2 separate regions of the Mus musculus genome follow, and region 1 is linked to region 2. A link is a contact called in public promoter capture Hi-C data. All regions are on one chromosome and are shown on one strand. The core of a region is the stretch at or near the end of the contact, and the rest is flanking DNA. Distances in the headings are between cores, read along the strand shown.

Evidence for each region. Promoter capture Hi-C pulls out the DNA fragments that hold promoters and counts their contacts.
Region 1: a promoter capture Hi-C map of cranial neural crest shows a contact between it and region 2. The contact joins the promoter of Hint3 here to the promoter of 9330159F19Rik in region 2. A contact is called at or near these places in 5 of 39 promoter capture datasets (cranial neural crest, hippocampal neurons, liver and 1 more), 1 of 484 Hi-C or Micro-C datasets (muscle stem cells) and 2 of 115 datasets of contacts at active chromatin or transcription factors (astrocytes and embryonic stem cells).

Annotation. Positions count from the first base shown.
Region 1 is chr10:30,615,472-30,621,940 of GRCm38.p6, reverse strand. It overlaps Hint3 (histidine triad nucleotide binding protein 3), which reads left to right and starts at 3,575. Exons shown (of 5, transcript NM_025798.3): 1 at 3,575-3,738. The coding sequence starts at 3,589.
Region 2 is chr10:29,209,377-29,215,592 of GRCm38.p6, reverse strand. It overlaps 9330159F19Rik (RIKEN cDNA 9330159F19 gene), which reads right to left and starts at 3,950. Exons shown (of 6, transcript NM_001162537.2): 1 at 3,727-3,950.

The DNA.
Region 1 (6,469 bases), core at 2,326-4,825, 1.4 Mb before region 2:
AGACAGACAGAAAGAATGAATAAGACAGAGGTGTAAGGGGAGGTGCCGATACTAAGGTCTATTTCCCTAATTGGTTGTTGATTTGTTAATAAAGAAGACCAGGAGCCATTTGCTGGGTGAAAGGTACAAGTGGGACTTCCGAGTCCCAAGAAGAAAGGCATATGAGGGAAGAGAGGGGCTTTTCAGCTATGCCTTGGAGGAAAAGGGACACTGAAATCATGTAAGGCCTTGGGACAGCTGGTCCCTGCTATGGGAGGGTAGCCAAGGATGTGGAGGAGAGATGGGGATAATTAATTGATGAGGGCATGCCTTTTTAGGCAGGAGATTCTGTGTGTGACCAGAAACTGTCACAAAAGGCAAGCTGAAAAGTGACAAACTGTATTTTTTATGCTCAGATGCAATGGTGGGGCTGGTAATGCAACCCATCCTGGGACAAGGGTCATGGGAGTGGGCTGGTGGTGCAGTCTACTCCCTGAGCAAGGAGGGTAGAGAGTGAGAGATGCCAAGTCAGTGCTGGCAGCCTGGCAGAAGCCAGAAGGAACAAAGGGAGCCAGGAGGGGTCAGAGCCCCATCGCAGCTCCTGGGCAAAGGCAGTATTGTGTTTCTAAAACTACCGGCAACACAGAGGGAATGAGAGAGGGGGAGAGAGAGGTGTGGCCAGGGCTTTATATGTGCCATACCTAGTGGAAGTGGGTGATGGCATAAACTACTGTGGCTGAATCACTTAAAGGCAGGTTGACAAAGCAACTAATTTACAATACCCTCTTCTCCAATGATTCTAGGCTGTGTTAAAATGACATAAAACTAGACAGCACATATACCGTTCCTTTATATAAATACCAGAAACAGCTGGCCTGCTATGTATGCAAACAAGACCAAGACATTTATTTATTTATTTCAAGACAGAGTCTAACTATGCAGCTCTGGCTGCCCTGGAACTCACTTTGTAGACCAGGCTGGCCTCAAACTCACACAGACCCATCTGTCTCTACCTCCCAAGTGTTGGGAATAAAGGCATGTACCACTAAGCCTGTAGGGTATTTTTAAAATTAGTGATTGATGTGGGAGAGTGCAGCCCACTGCAGGAAGGTGATCTATAAGTTTCTATAAGAAAGCAGGCTGAGCAAGCCATGTGGAGCAAGCCAGTAAGCAGCACTTCTCCATGGCCTCTGCATCAGCTCCTGTCTCCAGGTTCCTGTTGGGTTCTTGTCCTGACTTCCTTAGATAATGAACAGTAATGGTGGAAAAAAAAAACCAATAAACCCTTTCTTCCCAAAGTTACTTTGTTCATGGTGACTCATTGCAGCAGTGGTGAGCATAACTAGGAGTGTATTTATATAAAGGAAACCTTTTTGGTCTAAGACATTAAGCGTTTTAGAACTCTTACAACGATAAACAGCCTATACCCATCAGCTCAGTTGATATAGCATCTCAAAGTAACATGCCCAGAACAGGATGCCTGATCTTCCCTGACCATCCCACATCTGTTAGTCCCACAGTTTTTCACCTTGGTAAATGGCAGCTTCAGCCTTCCAGTTATTAGACCAAAAATTCTTATTGTAGTCCTTGACTACTATAGAGTAGCAGAGTTACTGCTGGTACATATATGAACAGGAACAAAAGATAATTTCTGTAGAGACTGCACTCATTGGAGATGAAGGAGTAAAAATAAATATATACCCTAAGTTAAATGCATAGGGTTAACATATATGTAGCATGCTACTATATAATTTTAAGTATGTGGGAAAGGACTTGCAATAGAAAAAAAATAGAGAAAGCTAAAGAGGAAGGAAGGGGCTAGACCACGGTTGCAAGGTTAGTCAGAGTTGGCCTTACTGAGGAAGAAACATTTTGTCAAGGAAGAGAGAACTGAAAAACTTTTGCCCTATAATAACTGTGTGCAAACATCTATCCCAAGACAACACCCATATGGAAGCATACAGACAGGGCCCTAAATGCTTAATTCACAATATCAGGCTCTGGTGTTTGTTATAGCCATCCCCACCTGCCCCCATACAAGGCTCCTGACCCTTACCACTCATAGCCTTTACTAAAAAAGCACTTCTGTTTGTGACTGTGCAACTCTCATAACTCAAAAGTGTTTTCCCGTGGGATCTGAAAATCATTCTTTTATTCATCAGACTGTTGTGAAATGTCTATGGGAACATTTCCACTATGATAGCACCAAGAATAAAGGATGAAACTCCTGTCCTTACCAAAGCCAAAGTCAACTCAAAAGCTTTCAATATCAAACAAGCAGTTATGAAAGGCATCTACAGATCACCCCCCCCCCCACCATGGCCCAAGAGGCAGCCCAAGTACTCAAGTACCTACATGGATAAAGACATACAGCTACTGTGTGTGTGCATGCATACACACACCATAAAAAAGCAGCGTGATATGAAAGTGTAAGAACAGACATGGAACATGATAATATTTAAATGTGTCAAAGTCAAATTTTCTGCTTCTGAGTCCTGCCTCAAACTTGTGATGATCTGAGAAGCTATTGTCATGATTGCACACCATATGGTTAACTACAAAGGGAATTAAATGCAACGTGAATGTGCATGTACTCTTACTTAACTTACGTTACTGTTTCAGATTACAAGATAATTCACTTAAAATCACTACTGAGTTTAAAGTCACACTAAGTGTTATTATGGGTTCTAGAACTAGACATTTATTTGAATTTTATCATTTGGGTAAGTGGTAAGAAAATAAGTCTGAATCTGTCTCTTTCTGTAGACCTGTAATAAAATAATCAACCTTGGGAGTTTTCACAATTAGAGAAACAGAGTATTTGGTGCTCAGCAAATGCCATGTATTGTAAAAAGGTGAGATCACATCATACTTAAGAACTGATACTTTTCCGCGCATGATTGTTCCCAAAGGGTTTCTCTCCCTCTCTTTCCTAAATAGCCGGGAATACAAGAGAAAATTGTTACAATGAATCAGGTGACCTGGCAGGGAATTTCTCAATTACTACCTTTTCTCTCCATATGACATATGTGTGATAGGAGACCCTTTCGATTTACATTGTACTATAAACAAAAGCAAACATGTAGAGACCAATTTGGCCGGGTTTGTTTGTTTGGTTTGGTTTCAGATCCTAAAATTACTGTGGCTGAACAAGTAAGTACACAGGAAACTCGGAAATTTCACTTTGCCAAACAAGGCTCTCTATACGTTTGACTCATCCTCTCATACCCTTAAAAGAATCGAATTTCTATACTCTTTTTCTTTTGTAACGGGAGTGTAATACACTATAGGGACGTGAAAGCAATATCCTTTACACTTTAGATGAATGTTACCAACCCCTGGATAGGTCTTCCCGTCAGAAAACGCCTTTGAGCAGTGGGCTCCTGCGGCTGCGCTGCTTTCGTCATCACGGAGCGCCGGGCTTGCCCTCTGATCGTCGCCCTTTTAGAGGCCGAGCTATCTGGTGTGTCCCATACCCAGAGTCTGGCCCTGCGCGTGCGCAGACTCCGTGTCACTAGGCGGGCCACCCTAGGGCGGCGATTCCAGGTGCATCCGCCCGAGGCGGGCCTTGCGCACCTCAGCTGATCCTGACGTCGCCTTTCGGCCGCCATGGCTGAGAAGCAAGCGGGCTTGGTCGGAGAGCCGGATCCCGAGGGGTCCTCGCCTGGGACCTCGGAGTCCTGGAACTATGACAGCAACTGCGTGTTCTGCCGCGTGGCGGCGGGTCAGGAACCCAAAACTGAACTCTTTCACTGTGAGGTGGGCGGCGACAGGCCGGGTGGGTGGGGACCAGGCATCCAATCCCTGCTCGCAGGCTTCTGTCTCTGCAGACGAACTAAACAGTGACTGACTTCTGTCAGGGACCCAGAGGTCTCCAGTGTTGCCTTTGCTGTTCAGTAGGGAGAGATAGCAGTGATAGAGCCCAGCATTCTCGCCTCCCTCGCATGCATTTGCAACACAGCAGCATCCTGTGTCTTTACTTTTATTTTAGGGAGTCTTCCTCTTCTCTAGATAGTAATTTTAAAATTATGTATTCTTCCAGTATCGTTAGAGAGCGTACAACTTGCTGAAAACAGGTCTTGGACGTGGTGAAGAAGTGTGAATTTGACTGAAATGGGCTGGAATGGGGTTTCAGGACTGGGTCTGAAGTCGAACTGATACTTACAGTTAATAGCTTGTAAGAATCTTCCTTATCTACCGTGAGAGCCTCATGAACTACTCCCCTTTTCGTTACAAGATCTCGACAGGGTTCAAACCTGTGCAGATCAAGTGTAGTTAATCATACTTGCTGCGAGATCGGGAGAGCAACAGTCATGTCATGCCTGGAAATTCCAGAAAACTCTCCCTTTCCCCTGGGTCTAACATTTTTACATCTCATCATCCTTCATAAAGAGTTAATCTTTTGAGAGAGATTTATCATCTTGCATTTAAAATTCTTATTACACATATATTCATTGTAAACACAGGAAATGATTGCACTTATATAAGTTGTTGATATATAATTATACAAATAAGAGCAGAGGAAATTATTTGTTTTGGTATAATCAGGGTTGCCAGCATCATGAAGAATTTGTTTGAGGAATCTTTCCAACAAAAGTCAGAGATGATTCTTTGCCTCACAGATCTCTGTATGGTTTTCTTACTGTATTTTTAGAATTCATTTAAGCAAAGGGCATATCACATATTCTTAGCAGGGGGCTTACCAGTACCAAGGGCAGTGTCTTACTCTTTGTGTATGAGTCTCATGGCATTGATACGAATTATTTTTAAGGGGCTCTTAGAAATAGCTGAGTGGTAGTGGTACATGCCTTTAATTCCAGCACTCAGAAAGGCAGAGGCAGAAAGATCTCTCTGTTGGAGGCCAACCTGGTCAATGCAGTGAATTCAAGGACAGCTAAGGCTATGCAGAGAAATCCCTTGAAAAACAAAACAAAAACAAACAAACAAACAAACCAAACAAAAACAGAAAGAAAGAAAGAAAGAAAGCTAGCTAGCTCTTAGAATCGAAAAATGAAACAATGTTTGAGAACCCACAGAAGTGTTGCTATGCCTGAATTCATACTTAGCAATATTAGCTGATTTAATTGCTCTTTTGCTAATTAAAATTGTTAACACCTTAGATACCATGGCTTTAAGATGCTCTTTCAAATGGACTTGCTTGTTTTAGATATAAGGGGACAGTTACTGGGAAGAAATTATTGTAGCTATATAAAAATTAACTTTTGAGAATTATTTGTTAGGAAATATTGGAGGAACTGTTGAAGCAGGTCCTAGAATAGTCTATAAAAATTACAACTGGAACAGCATAGTAGAACATTACACAGGGTAGCTTTTTCTGTTTTGTGCTTTAAAAAAAAAGACTAGCCTAGAAATAATTTCATAGCAGTAGTAATTCTTTACATTCCTTTTAATAGGCATTCAGTGCTTTATTTTATAGTTTTACCAACATTGTTTCTGAGTTAGAGACAATTGGCTTCTCTTCAGTATTTTGCTCTGGGAAGTCATACTGTAAAGAAGCCTGGTGGTGGTGACACATACCTTTCATCCCAGCATTTGGGAGACAGGGACAGGAAGATTTCTGAGTTTGAGGCCAACAAGCTCCAGGATAGTCAGAGCTACACAAAGAAACCTTGTTTTGAAAACCCCAAAAGGAAAGAAAAAAGAAAAACTGGCCAGAGGTGTAGCTCAGTGAACTACCAGAACTTGCCAGGCATGTAAGCATGTTAGGCCCTGGGTTTGACCACCAGCACTACCAAAGGGGAAAAAAAAAAAAAAAGAAAAGAAAAAAAAAAGAAACAAACACACACAAAGATTTAAAAAATACATACATGTATATACACACATTATTTTTGGCACTCTATCTTTGGGATTGGATTTTTTTTCTTTTTTTTTTTTTGGGGGGGGGGTTGGTTTTTTGAGACAGGGAAAAACCAGAGAAAGTGTAGCCCTGGCTGTCCTGGAACTCACTTTGTAGACCAGGCTGGCCTCAGAAATCTGCCTGCCTCTGCCTCCCGAGTGCTGGGATTAAAGGCGTGTGCCACCACGCCCGGCGGATTTTTTTCTCTTAATAATGGTTCAGTAGTACAATAGAAGGCAGTAAAATCACAGAACCATTTTCAGTATTTTAACATCTTAGTAAAAATGCAATTAAAAGCTAACTGAAATATCCAGTTTCTTTGCCTTTAAATTTAAAAAGTTTATCTATCATGTTGGTTTATGTGAACATGTGCATATGTAAAGGCCAGAGATGAGTGTTGGCTGTCTCTTCCTATTGGTGTTCACCTTATTGCCTTAGACTGAACCTGAAGCTTGTAGATTTGGCTAGACATAGTGGCTGAACAAGCCCTCCAGGACCCTCCCACCTCTACCTTCTAGCACTGCTAGGCCACAGACTCTGTGTGGTGCTGGTTCTGAACTTGAGTTGTCAACTTTCATCAGGGATTCATCTCTCCATCTGGAGGCTGGATGGTTTCTTGACCTTTTCTAAAGC
Region 2 (6,216 bases), core at 2,701-5,200:
ATCTGCAACCCTATAGGTGGATCAACATTATGAACTAACCAGTACCCCGGAGCTCTTGACTCTAGCTGCATATGTATCAAAAGATGGCCTAGTCGGCCATCACTGGAAAGAGAGGCCCATTGGACACACAAACTTTATATACCCCAGAACAGGGGAACGCCAGGGCCAAAAAGGGGGAGTGGGCGGGTAGGGGAGTGGGGGTGGGTGGGTATGGGGGACTTTTGGTATAGCATTGGAAATGTAAATGAGCTAAATACCTAATAAAAAAATGAAAAAAAAAAAAAAAAAGAAAACACATAAAAAAAAAAAAAACTGTGAGCTGAAAGTAACTCATGGACTGGGAAGAATTGCCTCTGGGACTTCTTAGCAAAAGCAATTACAAATTTAACTAAAGACATTGTAAAAAAAAAAAAAAGGAGTGGAGTAATTACAGGATATTTAGAAAAGAGGCTTTACAATATCCCATGCTTTGTTCCAACCGTGTTTAAAAAGTGTAATTGCTCAGAAATCCTTCCCGCAAGGATTTACTACAATCAATGTAACAAAAGGGTGCAAGGATTTTTTGTTTGTTTGTTTTTGTTTTGTTTCCATTTTTCACTCCTCTTGAACCATTCACACCTCAGAGTTTAATGTGGTCAAGCCTTCCTATTTTTATCTATAATAAGATCAGTGTTGTCACTAATAACAGGAGTCTTTTAGCCCAGGAAACAGGCATGAGGGCCTGACTCCCGAACTTATTTATTAACTGCAGTGTCAAACTCATCACTGCGGAAAGGCCGATTTACACAGCTTTCTCTTTCCAGAGCCAGAGTAAAACCTAGTTCCTAAACGGTAATGGCTATGATTGAAAACCAACCAGAGCCATTTCATACAAGAAGGGTTTCTGAAATTTCATTTACAGCTGTTTCTCTGGTAATATTTTTGGAAGGACATTTTCTTAGCTTTGCTAGGGTCTCAGCCTTGTCATCAATACACACATAAATGTCCACTGCAACACAGTTGCAAGGGGTGGGGGGATGAAACATTCTAGAGAATGCATAACAAGAATTTAAACACTGCTGTGTCATAAGGGTATTTTTAAGACTTATTTTATGTATGAGGGTTCTATCTGCATGTACACCTGCATGTTAGAAGAGGTCATTATATGCAGAAGATCACATAGATGGTTGTGAGCCACCATGTGGTTGCTGAGAATTGAACTCAACAGTCATAACCACTGAGCAATCTCTCTAGGACCACAAATTCTTGCTAAGTGCTGATTTCTTTCCCTTGCATTTCATCTTCCCACTTCCCCTTCATCCTTTCCTTCACTCATCTCCATGCAAACCACTTTTTTTCCCCCTAAAGTAAAACTAATTATTTCAAACTTTCCCTCATTGGAAGCAAATCTCAATGGGTTAACTCTTATATTCCCTTTAACTCTCTTGCCTTGGTAATTTTCAATTTTATTAAAGACATATACTAAGTTAAGTATAGTGCAAAACAATTTGTCCCTAGTAAAAAGTTGGATAAATATTTAAAACTGCTTTTTTTTAATCATTCTAAATTGAGTTTTTAGAATGTCAGACTAAATGATCTATTTTGTGGGGACAGAATGTTCTGTGGTGAGAAGTTTCAAGGCCAAATGGATTAGCCATTCAAAAGCCTGGCTTTCGGGCTCTCCACTGAAGCCAATATAAAAGCTCTCCTTGTTCTTAGCTGTCAGGCTTCCCCTCCCACATATTCTGGCATCACTGTGGGAGAGATGAAAGGAGTTCTCCATTTTACATCTCCTTCTCCCTGCTCCTAGCTCCTCGTTGTTTCATTTCAGCATTCTCAAATTTCATTCAGAATAGAAGTTCATTAGAGGAACTGTAGAGAGGTAGTGACTTGATTTGCTAGTCATACAAATGCCCCGCCCCTAGCAACATTACACTAGCATTCCATAATCCCCTTTAATCTACTTCTCCTCAAAATCAGACACCAAGATTATAAAGGGTTATAAAGATTATAAAGACACCAAGATTATAAAGGGTTATAAAGAATATAAAGACACCAAGATTATAAAGGGGAGTGGGTTGTGCAGTGCTGTAATAGGAAGCAAGACGGTTTAGCTGATGGTTCAGTCCTGCCAAGGAGCAAAATATAGGAACAGCAAAGGGGGGCTCATGAACTGTACATGATAAAATACAAACTTTGATTATAAACAACTTTTAGGTCGGGGAAGCAAAGATATAAATATAATAACGTTGAGCAGAGGATTACTGTTGCAGTCTTGGTCCCTAGACCCACCTCAGTTTGGCCATGGTCATACATCTTTACCCAAGGCATGCTCAGTGCTTTCTACTTCACAGTTATGACCATTTCAAACTCCATCTTGCCTGCTGAAACTGGATTTTAGCCAACTAAGGCATGTCAGGAGGGTTGATCTTACTGCTTCGGTCTTAGGAAAATTCTGCTTTGAGTTTGTGCCCATTATTTTCTCGTTTTTTTTTCTGGGCAATATTGTATTTCTTTCTCTCTCTCTTTTTGTTTGTTTGTTTGTTAGTTTTTTCCAGACAAGGTTTCTCTGTATACCCCTGGCTGTCCTCGAACTCAGAAATCCGCCTGCCTCTGCCTCCAGAGTGCTGGGATTAAAGGCATGCGCCACCACTGCCTGGCGCATATTGCATTTCTTATATTTCAAGTCCTTTACAAACATGAGGATGCACACTGCAGAAGGAATGTCAGAGACAGCAAATACTTCCAACTTCACAATTCTTAGAGGAAATCATTTGGCCTGGCAATAAGTTGCTCCCAATGAATTTTGTGGGATTAGGAACTTCTGTGCCTATACCTCAAAGTACTGTGTCACCTATCTTCAAAGTAATTCCCTCCCTTACTTTCCAGGTTATTTTCCACCACTGGAACCATTTTAAGCAATTAAGGAATCCTATTGCTCATGTGCTGTTCATCAGCAAATGCATCTATCCAGAGACCTCCCATTCGGTTTTATTAGAAGATTAAAATGAAAAAAAAATTCACTGCTGTTCATTGCTCTTTCTGCCTGCTCCTTGTTTTCTAGCAAGGTCAAAGAAATGCAGCACAAAGAATTCCAAAGAAGCCAATCTTGTTTTCTCATCGGGTCACCATCTTTATTCTTGGATCTCCTCATAGTCTCAATTTAAGCCACATGCGCATTAGTTTTAGTTCCCTTAACCAATAAGATACAAGCTTTGATTAAAAACAACTCTTGGTTTGCAGGAAACAAACACCAGTGTCTTTTAACTCACATTATGAAAAATACTCCTCCTGGAGTGTAATAGTAGTTTTGAATAAAACTACATTTTTTTTTAAATTACAAATTTCAAATAACAGAGAACTCACAGGTTGTAAATTTTATATCACAGATATTAAAAATAACTTCATCCCACCACAGACTGCATTCTAATAAATAGTTAATAGAAACTTACACTGAGCAACGTTTTTCTGAACTGCTGAGAATGAATGAGAAACAGTCTCAGGATGAGGATGTTGCTGTCAGTCCAAGCTTTAGAAATCCACCCTTAGCAGTTGAACAGCCCCTTCTCCAAGGCAGTTGAATCCCTTATGTACCCTGCCCACTGTTCGGAGGCCCAGCCACAAGCACAGCCAGGTCAGGAGATGCTGAAAACACACTTACTTAAATCTCATCTTTAATCTAAGATTCAGAAGCAGTATCCTGCTCTACCCAGTTTGCTCGTTCAAGTTTGCCAAGAAGAAACATACCTTCTTACACTTGGGGGTCGTCCTGCAGCAGGTCAGGCTCTGTGTGGCCAGTCTAGCAATGGCAGAGGTGGGGCAGAGAGCTAGTTGTCTTAAAGAACAGTCTCAGTGGTTCTTTTATAAAACAAAATCCATTCATCTTCCACAGTGGTCCTGACAAACGCCTTTGCAAATTGAACTTCAAAGAGCTACTCTGCTCAGTGTCACAACAGCAGCTGGGCTACTATGACGTCAGGGACTTGGAGGCGGCCTTAAGGCTGCTGCTTCCAACCACAGCTCTGTAACTTTAGAGCAGTTATATCCTCTGGGTAAACAACTCCAGGTCCAGGACATTTTTAACTTTTATAATGGAGCCTAGCATTTTCAAACTTGCCAGGAGAGATCTGCTTGCTAGCAGCACATGATGACAATTTAGATTTCTTTTATTTGGAAAGTAGACTCTTTTTTTAGGAGCAAGAACCATCCTCTTCCTCCATCCCCTCTCTTTCCCTCTCTCTCTACAGTGAGATGCAGTTTCAGTGTCTTTGTTAGTCTGGCCAGGGATGAAGTGGAAATGTGTGAGAAAAAAAAAAAGAAATACACACACACACACACACACACACACACACACACACACACACACACACACACCAGCAAGCATGAGTCAAAATGTATGTTGAAACATATTGAATGTTTGCCTTTATGCAAAATAGAAATGGGGCATATATATATATAGAGAGAGAGGGAGAGAGAGAGAGAGAGAGAGAGAGAGAGAGAGAGAGAGAGAGAGAGAGAATAGTGGTTTACTTTAGTCAATAAAGTCTTTAGGGCCAATATAGCAAATCAGTTACACTGAATTTTAAGTAATAAGCTCTTATCGTCAAGCTAAAGTTTTCCGACTGTACAATATAACAATGTGTCATTTGAAGCATGCCATAATTTCATGTTTTTGGTTTTTGTTGGTTTTTTTTTTTTTTTTTTTTTTTGCCTACCTCCAAGCTCCATCCCATAAGGAGCTAAATTGCTTAATAATGGTAAACTGGTCAGGGCAACCATATATTTATCTAATTTAGTCAACTGACTAATTAATTAGCATATAACATTGCTTAGCAAAACAGGCTAGCCTAAAACTCAATATTGCCTCTCAAACTGGTCTCAATTTAGTACAATCCTGCTTCAGTCTTCCATGTCCTGGAATTAGGGTCTTGAGCCACCAACTCCAGCTTCTTTACTTCCATAGAAGGACGTTATACAGGCAGAATAACCGAAAGAAATGCTTCCCTATGTTTAGAGAGCTAGGATTCATATTTCCAGGGGCAGCCACAATCGTCATAGTTACAATAGCAACACTAGTTATTCACTGGGAGCAGCTTTAAGCAAAGCTCTGTGCTAAGGATGTCAAGTGGAGCTTCGTGTCAGTTTACCACCTTAGCAACTGTCTGCAGTTTTATTCACCGGATCTTACTTATATCCATGGCTTAGAGAGCTAAAACATCTTGACAAAGCCCACAGAAAGACCTCTGAGAGGAGGAGCAGGACTTGGAACCAGTTTGGGGACCCTGGAATATTGTTATAGGGACCGAGGGCTCAATACTTCTGCCCCCATTTAACTGTGTAATCCTGTGGCCTCTGTTTCTTCCTTAACCAATTAGATGAATTTACTTCATAAGACTGTAAGGCAAACAGATACATGGAGTGACAGAGAGTTACAGTTGGTCCCTCCTGCTTGCCTCGTTGCTAATGCATACAGGAGGACGAATAAGAAACTTTGCTCAGAACCATTAGCTGGAGTTATCAAATAATACTCCTGTGGACTCTTCATTTTAAATCATTGAGTTTCTATGTGTTCCCTGTAATTCAAGCTAGGCTTTGCATCTGGACATGTTGGCATAAGCCTGGAATCCCAGAACCTGAGAGGTAAAGGCAGGAGGATCAGCAGTTTAAGGCTAATCTCAGATACTGGGGAAGTTCAAGGCCAGCCTAGGCTCCATGAGATCCTGCTCTCCAAACAAACAGACACAAACCCATAAACAATAACTGAAGAGAAGAAAGACAAAAGGCCTTTTCCATAATTCTATCAGAAAGTCAAATAGCATTTGGCTGACTTTCAGAAGCTATGTTGTGCTATGGACTCTGGTCTTCCCTGTGGCTTTTTCAATATCCTTTTTCCTGTGCTAATAAAAAAGAACTACAGTCCCCCCCTTTTTTTTTTAGCTTCTTATACTGTATGTAGGTTTGCCAATGAGTCACTTCAAATTTAACACTAATGTGAATATCTTCTAGCCCTTTCTGCTGAATAATTTTGTAAATATATGTACATACATACATATTCTCTTGGTCTCTGTCTCTGTCTCTGTCTCTGTCTCTGTCTCTGGAGTAAGCACATCAACAAACTGATAGGATATAAAGACAACAACTGTTCAAAACTGCTTTAAAGAGCTTCCAAGCAATTCATTTTAACAAGAGGGGCTATCGTTATATGCACAAGATATATAAACTGAAAAAAAAACTAAT